Regions from separate parts of the Macaca mulatta genome. Here region 2 is linked to region 1. A link is a contact called in public Hi-C data. All regions are on one chromosome and are shown on one strand. The core of a region is the stretch at or near the end of the contact, and the rest is flanking DNA. Distances in the headings are between cores, read along the strand shown.

The links. A called contact is a pair of places that touch in the nucleus more often than the background predicts.
Region 2: a contact with region 1 is called in a Hi-C map of liver, with 3 times the contacts expected there. The contact joins the promoter of SPTBN4 here to the promoter of SERTAD1 in region 1. A contact is called at or near these places in 3 of 14 Hi-C or Micro-C datasets (CD4 T cells, cortical neurons and liver).

The regions. Positions count from the first base shown.
Region 1 is chr19:51,533,447-51,537,838 of T2T-MMU8v2.0, reverse strand. It overlaps SERTAD1 (SERTA domain containing 1), which reads left to right and starts at 2,920. Exons shown (of 2, transcript NM_001261264.1): 1 at 2,920-3,033.
Region 2 is chr19:51,579,043-51,583,524 of T2T-MMU8v2.0, reverse strand. It overlaps SPTBN4 (spectrin beta, non-erythrocytic 4), which reads right to left and starts at 2,177. Exons shown (of 37, transcript XM_077982781.1): 1 at 2,088-2,177; 2 at 940-1,077. BLVRB (biliverdin reductase B) reads left to right here and starts at 3,259. Exons shown (of 5, transcript XM_015123983.3): 1 at 3,259-3,398. The coding sequence starts at 3,320.

The sequences.
Region 1 (4,392 bases), core at 1,671-4,170:
TAGCCAGGCGTGGTGGCACACACCTGTAATCCCAGCTACTCGGGAGGCTGAGGCAGGAGAATCACTTTAACCTGGGAGGTGGAGGTTGCAATGAGCCAACTGCACTCAGCCTGGGCGACAGATTGAGACTTTGTCTCAAAAAAAAAAAAAAGGATTTGGGTGGGGGAATATTCGAGAATAAAATACAGTATGTAATTTCTTCATTACAACCAAATAAGCATGTGAACCTTCATTGGATCCTGATTTTGGAGAAAAGAAAGCAACTATAAAGGACATTCTCGGGTCAGTTGGAGAGAGTTGAATATAGACTAGATATTAGGTGGTATTGTGTAATTCTTGATTCTATTAGATGTGAAATAGTATTTTTTGTGGCTTGTACATGAATATCCTTATTATTATTATTATTATTTTTTGAGATGGAGTTTTCCTCTTATTGCCCAGGCTGGAGTGCAATGACGCGATCTCAGCTCACTGCAACCTACGCCTCCCAGGTTCAAGCGATTTTCCTGTCTCAGCCTCCTGAGTAGCTGGGATTACAGGCACATGCCACCATGCCCAGCTAATTTTTGTATTATTAGTAGAGACGGGGTTTCATCATATTGGTAAGGCTGGTCTCGAACTCCTGACCTTCGGTGATCCACTGGCCTCGGCTTCCCAAAGTGCTGGGATTACAGGTGTAAGCCAAAGCACAGGGTCTGATGTCCTTATTCTTAAGAGATGCCTGCTGAGCTCTTAAGGGTAGAATATCAAGATGCTTGCAACTTACTCACCAAAGGTTTAGCAAAAGAAACAATATATATACATATGCAGATAAAGGCAACTTCACACAATGTTACCAACTATTACTTTTTCTTTCTTTCTTTCTTTCTTTTTTTTTTATTTGATACAGGGTCTTGTTCTGTTACCCAGACTAGAGTGCAGTGGCATGAACATGGCTCACTGCAGCCTTGACCTCCTGGTCTCAAGGAATCCTCCCACCTCAGCCCCCCCAGCAGCTGGGACCACAAGAACATGCTACCACACCTGGCTAATTCTTTTTTTTTTTTTTTTTTTTTTTTGAGACAGAGTCTTGCTCTGTTGCCCAGTCTGCAGTGCAGTGGTGCTGTCTTGGATCACTGCAACCTCCGCCTCCTTGGTTCAAGAGATTCTCCTGCTTTAGCCTCCTGAGTAGCTGGGATTACAGGTGCCTGCCACCTCGCCTGGCTAATTTTTTGTATTTTTAGTAGAGACAGGGTTTCACCATGTTGGCCAGGCTGGTCTCAAACTCCCGACCTCGTGATCCGCCTACCTCCGTCTCCCAAAGTGCTGGGATTACAGGCATGAGCCACCACACCCAGCCCATGCCTGGTTAATTCTTAAATTTTTTGTAGTGAGGAGATCTCACTATGTTGCCCAGGCTGATCTTGAACTCCTGGACTCAAGTGACCCTCCTGCCTTGGCCTCCCAAAGTACTGGGATTACAGTTGTTGCCTGGCCAACAACTATCAATTAAATCTAGGTGAGAGAGTATTCAGGTGTGAGCCACTGCATCCAGCCAAGGGAGGAGTATTATACCCTGTCTACCTCTAGCCCCATCCTGCATGTCTATTCATCTTGAACTAAAAGCTTGTCTTATTACAACAGCTATTACTGCTAACAAGGAAACGTGTTGCTAACCAGGCACGGTGGCATGTGCCTGTAGTCCCACCTGCTTGGGGGTCTGAGGCAGGAGGATGGCTTGAACCCTGGAGGTCTAGGCTGTAGTGAGTTGAGATGGCACCCCTACACTCCAACCTGGGTGACAGAGCGAGACCCTGTCTCAAAAACAAAATAAAATAAAATAAAAAGTAAAGAAAAAAAAAAGGCAGCTGGGCGCGGCATCTCAGGGCTCTAATCCCAGTACTCTGAGAGGGCGGATTACCTTAGGTGAGGAATTTGAGATCTGCCTGGCCAACGAGGTGAAAACCCACCTCTACTAAAAATACAAAAATTAGCCGGGTATGGTGGCACACCCCTGTATTCCCAGCTACTCAGGAGGCTGAGGCAGGATGATTGCTTGAACCTGGGAGGCGGAGGTTACAGTGAACTGAGATCGTGCCACTGCACTCCAGCCTGGGCGACGGAGTGAGAATCTGTCTTAAATAAATAAATAAATAAATAAATAAATAAATAAATAAAATGAAAAAACCACAAAACACATTGCACCCCACTCTGAGGATTTTGCATGAATTGTTTTATTTAATCCTTAAAACAATCCTCTAAACTAGGGGCTATTTTCTCTCATGTTAAAGGAGAAAAAGACCCGAAGGGATTAAAACACTTGCCCCAGGTCACACAGCTGCTTAGGGAATGGAGCCCGGGATGTGATTCCGCACTCCCACCTCACTGCCGCCCTTAACCACAATTAAGTCCAACTGTCCAGCATTGCTTGAGTGTGGTATTGTGTTCTTATAGATACGATCCTATTTAAACTTTCTTGTCAAGAGGTATGCAAGACGATCCCCATTTAACTTTGTGTAGCTTGAAGAGGTTGATCATTTTTCCAAGGTCACGCATCGAGTGAGTGGGGAATCAGGAGTCGGAATTTGAACCTGGGCATATCTGTAGTGTAGACCACTGTCGGGGGTGGATGTGTAAGAAGCTTAATTGCCGGGTTTGGCAGGTGCATGGGTAGTTGTGAGGGGCTCGTACTTTGAGAGGCAAAAGCTCCCACTCGCCACCGTCCCCCAGAGTAAAAAGCCACCTCTTTCCACCCCTCACTCGCGCAGCTGCCCGGGCATGCGCCCAGAAGCCCCTCCTTCAGAATCCGCCCTTTACAGGCTCCGCCCATCACCGTAGAGGGCCAATCCCTGGGGCGGAGGGCGGGGCAGCCACGAGAGTGGGCGGTCGCTAAGGGTAGTTAGGAGTCTGGAGTCGTGAGCCGAAGTCAGAACTGCGTCTCGCGACCCAGGCGCCGGTTGCTGGAGGAGAGCGAGCAAGCGATGCTGCCGCTGCCGTTTCCTGATTGGTTGTGGGTGGCTACCTCTTCGTTCTGATTGGCCGCTAGTGAGCAGGGTATGTAAATGAAGGGGCCTGGGAAGAAAAGGGGTACCAGCGGCCGGGTCCTTCACGGAGTTCGATCCCTGGGTCCGACAGGTGCCCGCCGGGGCTGCCCGGGATCGAGACGCGCGGGCCTCTACGTGCTGTCTGCCCCGGCCGGGCCGGGTGAATCACGCCGCAGTCCGAGAAGGGGGCGGAGGCGCCGGCTCCTTGGCTCCGGCTGCGTGACTCACCCGCCCCCGCCGCCGCCGCTTCGGGAGGAGCCGCCTCCACTGCCGGAAGCGAGCGGAGGCCGGGCGCAGAGAACAGCCCGCCTAGGGTCCTGGCTCTCACGGCGCCGGGAGGCCTGCAGGAATCACAGCCGGGCAGTAGAAGGGGTTCTGGGGTCAGAGGGGCCAGAATCCCCAGGGGAAAGCCGGCCTGGGCACCGCCAGGGGGCGCCGGGACTCGGGGGCGGAGTCGGGGGTGGGGGCGGAATTCCTGCGGTTCCGGACTCCACGGACTGCGGGGAAGGGGACGAAGACCCAGTTTTGAGTAGTGTGGTGGGCCACTCTTAAAATCTTGCTAGGCAGGGTCCCGGAACTGGACTCTAAAGTCTTCCTGGCCCAAAAAAGTAGGTAGCGCCAGGGGTCCAAAACTCCATCCAGCCCTACCCCCGCCACTCCAAGAAAAGAGTGGACCCTCAAACTTATCTCAGTGACTGACCCCGGTGCCGATCACGATTTCTCGACAAGCCCTGTCTATTCTGCCTCCCAAAGAAATCCTGACTCGACCGACTTCCTTCCATACCCACTACCAGCTCCTGCTCCAGGCCATCACTATCGTCAGTCCCAAACCAGTACAGCCTACTAGTGGGTCTCAGATCCCCCCTCTTTTTGCCCCCTACAGTATTCCTCGAAGCAGCCATGGGGGGGATCTTCCGGAAACCTAATCAGCTCACACCCCCATTCCCTCCGTGCTCAAATTCCTTTAATGACTGCCCACCACACTCAGGATAAAATCCAAACTCCCTACTAATGCATATGTGGTTTTCTGTGACCTGGCTTGTGCCCATTCCCCCAGCCTCTGGGCTTTTCTTTGCCTTTTTTTGTTGTTCCCTCCTCCCGGAATGCTTTTCCCAGGGTCTCCCATGGCCGACTTCTCTGGCCTGAGGGCTCCATTCAAATGTCACCTCCTTACAGGAGCCTTCTCTGATCATCTAAAAGGTCTCCAGGACCTTTTAGTGTCTTCCTGTAATTCTCCGTACATTTCCTGTGTTTGCTTATTTATTTACTGTTTGAAACGTCATAGTAGACAATAAGTGTTAAACTATGTGAAACTAGTTTAGTATTTATAATATAACTTACTTAGATATAATTATTTATAACGTTATTA
Region 2 (4,482 bases), core at 928-3,427, 46 kb before region 1:
TTCAGCCTCCTGAGTAGCTGGGACTACAGGCAAGCTCCGCCATGACCAGGTAATTTTTGTATTTTTGGTAGAGATGGGGTCTCGCTATGTTGCTCAGGCTGGTCTCGAACATCTGGGCTCAAGCTATTTGCCCACTTCAACCTCCCAAAGTGCTGGGGTTACACGTGTGAGCCACTGTGCCCAGTCCCAAATCCATTTTTGTTCTTCCCTCCCTCCATGGAAAAGTGAAAGTGAGCACACAGCTACCTACCACCTGTGTGACTTTGGCTGAGCTATTTCTACTCTTTGGGCCTTAGTTTGTTCATCTGCAAAATCGTAATGATGGCCCAGCACGGTGGCTCATGCTTGTAATATCACCACTTTGGGAGGTCCAGGTAGGTGGATCGCTTGAGGCCAGGAATTCGAGACCAGCTTGGCCAACGTGGTGAAACCCCGTCTTTACTAACAAAGTACAAAAATTATCCAGGCATGGTGGCGCGTGTCTGTAGTCCCAGCTGCTCACGAGGCTGAGACAGGAGAATGGCTTGATCCTGGGGGATGGAGATTGCAGTGAGCTGAGATTGACCCACTGCACTCCAGACTGAATGAAAGAGTGAGACTCTGTCACACACACACACAAAAGGGTAGGCCAGGAGGTGGCTCACGCCTATAATCCCAGCACTTTGGGAGGCCAAGGAGGTGAGTGGATCACCTGAGGTCAGGAGTTGGAGACCAGCCTTACCAACATAGTGAAACCCCATCTCTACTAAAAATTCAAAATTAGCCGGGCGTGGTGGCTCATGCCTGTAATCCCAGCTACTTGGGAGGCTGAGGCAGGAGAATTGCTTGAAGCCGGGAGGCAGAGGTTGCACTGAGCCGAGATTGTACCATTGCACTCCAACTTGGGTGACAAGAGCTAAACTCCATCTCAAAAAAAAAAAAGAGTAAAGATAATCGTACCCGTTTCTTAGCGGTGTTTGAAGAAGTAAGTTAATAATGCAGGGATCATGGTATCTGGTACACTGCAAGCTCTCGATACATATGTTCCTTGCTATTATTCTTCATCTTTTCCTCACATATCTCAGCAAATCAATGTGCCTGTTCCGGAGTCAGACAGAAATGAGTTCAAGTTCCGCTTTATCCTTGCTGTATCTTTAACCGAGTATCTTTAACTTGGCCTTTCTGTGACTCAGTTTCCCTCCCTGTTAAACGGTGGTTACAACTGTTTTCTTCAGTGGAGGACACTTAAAGATGGGGAGGCCGTTAGCTCTCCTGTTAGCTCTCAAGCCAGGCCGAGGATCAGCTCTGGCCATAACGCGATTGAACGGGAAGGAAGGGAGCAGGTAATAGGGGAGCCAAGAAGGGGTGTCCTGCGAGCCGGCCCCCCACTCCCCCCTGCAAAAGCAGGCGGGGCGCTGGGCTGCGGTGGCATCAGAGGTTTTAACCCTTCCCAGGCCGCGCCTCTCTCCCTGCGGTTCAGACACCGCGCCCAGGGAGGGGGCCTGGGAAGGACAAGGCCTGGGGGTAAGACCCACGCGTGGCGCGGAGGCTAGACCGGGTGGGGGGTTGGGGACTCGTCCTGCCCTCGACCCTTTGCCTCCCTCCAGCCAGGGAGACCCGGGGCTCCAGCTATGCCCGGTGCGCACGGAGGAGGGATGCTCGCCAGGTGGGTACATGCTTGGGGGAGGGGCTGTCGGCCCCCTAGCCGCTCACCTGGGCCCGCGGCCGCCGGCGCCGCTGTCCCCACTGCTCACCACGACCGACCGACCTCCCTGTCGGCGTCCGCTGCCCGGCCCGGCCCGGCCCGGCCCGGCCCAGCCCGGCTCAGCTCGGCCCCGCGGGCTCACGGCTCAGCCAGATCCGCATGCGCCGCCGCGCCTCCCTCGCTCGCGCCGCCGCCGCGCTCCGCGCGCCCCCGGGGCCCCCTCCCGCCCGCGGTCCCCGCGCCCCGCAGCCCGAGGCCCACGCACAGTCACACCCGGCCGCGGCGTGGGGTGCACGGCTGCACTCGCGCGGGCACGGCGGCGTCACGCGCTGCACACTCCCACGGGGTTACGCTCGCCACGCTGCTATGCCATACTCGCGGGGGCCTCGACACACAAACTCACCCCCGCATCCACGCGCTCGCGCGCCGTCACTCCCTCCTGTGAGGTCCCACGGGGTCACACCCTCACGCCGTCACAGGCGGCGTCCACACTGGAACAGTGTCACCCAGCACCACACCAATCCAATAGGGTCACCACCGCCCACGCGGCGTCACACACAAACGCACCTGTCACACACAGTCGCACACTCCCCGGCAGTCACAAACAGTGTCATAGGCCCACACATCGCGCACAGCTTCACAGCCACAGTGTCACACACTCTACACACTCGAACCTTCACAGCAGTCGCCCCGCACATGCTGCACCCCCTGACCTCGCACATCATAATCACAGGGGGTCACAAACAGCAGCACAACAGAGACACCCACAGTCACACACTCGAATGGGGTCCCGGTGTCACACATCCTTACACGAGACATGTGGTGTCACACACTGTCACAGTCTAATAATCTCACGCTTCCATGTAGCACACCTCACACGTCCCACACCCTATCGTACAGGCTGACGCAGTGTCACCCACGGTGTCACCACAAGGTCACAAAAGAACAGAATCAATGCTTGGCACACGTGGTGTTACGCACGTGTAGTCACACTGTAACACGGGATCACACAAGGAGGATGACACAAGGTGTCGCCCACAGTCATGCTTGCCCTTCCGGTCACTGAGTCACACAGGGTCATATAAGTGCATAGATATGCCGTGACACAGTGTCTTACACTCAAGTGCACACACACACTCTGTCCTCCCTCACTTTCTCCCCTTGCTGGTTCTGGGAGGCTCTGGTGCTTACAGTGCGCCCCAGATCGCTCCAGGCTCTGCGAGAGGGGGCGTGAGCTACAAGAGGCCGTGGGCGTGGCTCGCCTGGCCCCGCCCCTCTCCGGGAGGTAGAGCGCGGAGGCAGGACGCTGAGTGACAAATTATCTCGGCTCCGCCCACTCGGTTTGTTGCTATGTGGAGGCGTGGCCTTCTGTGGCCCCGCCTTCCGACCTAAGTGGCCGGCAGAGAGGGCGGTGCTGGGCGGTGAGCGAATGCCAGCTGACTCCTGCCCCGCCCACCCGCGTTAGGCCGCGTCCCTTGACCTGAGCCGCGGGCGGAGCTGGGCTGAGGTGTGGCCCTTCGAGCCAGCTCCGCCCAGTTGTTCCTGCTTGAGTAGGGCAGAGAGCGCCGCCCAGCAGCCAGTAGGTTCCCGCGCGTGCCGAGACTCTGAGGCCTTGCACCCCCACGATCTCGCAGGATGGCCGTCAAGAAGATCGCGATCTTCGGCGCCACTGGCCAGACCGGGCTCACCACCCTGGCGCAGGCGGTGCAAGCAGGCATGAGCCGGGGCGGGCGGGGCGTGTCACGGAACGGACGGGCAGAGCTTTAGGAAGGGGCACCATGGGGCAGGGCCGAGGCTGATTGGGGCCATGAGCGCCCCAGCCAGGTGTATGAGAACTCAGGGGCCAAAGCAAGCGGCCACGGGAGCAGAAATGGGAAAAGATGTGAGATCCAAGTTCATGTGAGTCCAAGCCAGAGAGGAATTGGCCCCGGGAACCCCGGGGGGACTCCCGTGGCACAGTCATGTGTAAGTCCAGAGCTCTTATGCAATGCAGTTGTCATTATTGTGGTTGTGGTGGTGGTTGTTCGCACACCCAGAGAGGATTTACTAAGCCAAGCTTGCTCTGTCATCTCTTCACATGAGAGCTCTCAAAATGGAGTGGGAACTAGTATTACCCTACTTGACAGATGAGAAAACTGAGGCCCAGAGAGTGACTTGCCCAACATCACACAGCTGGTAACTAACAGGGCTGGGATTTGAACCCAGCTCATGCTCTTAACCACCACAAGTCCCCAGGCTGGCAATTGAAAAAGTTGGGGGGTCAGGTTGCTGTGAGTACCTAATGGGAAGGAGTCACAGAGAAACATGAGTGAAGACTTGGGGACAGCAGTCCTGGGAAAGTCAATGAGGTCTGAAAATGTGGAGTTGCCCCAGGAGAGAGGGCAGGAAAGGGGATAACCATCCCCCAGCACTCCCTGCCCCCACAGCCCAGACTTGACCAACTCCCAGCTGGGCCTGGGACTTCCAGATATGGGGCCCCACCCTTACAGGCCTTGGTGACGCTGAAGATATTGACTATCTGCGTGCCCCAAAAGGGTGGAGGCCACCAGGACCCTACTCTGCTGTCTCCCTTGGAGGGACTCTGAAAGTTCTTCACTGGGTTGGAAACTCTTCCCTTCCCCAGGGAGACCCCGTGACGATCTTGACTTGTGGAGAGTGGGGAGCTGTGGGCCTCTCAGTAAAAACCAATTTGCTGATAAGCACTTACTGGGAGAGAAGGAAGTGAGAGAAGTTGAAAGGTGCTGAGTCACATGGAAATCCACTAATTCCACTTGCCCATCCCTGCTGGTCATAGCTGG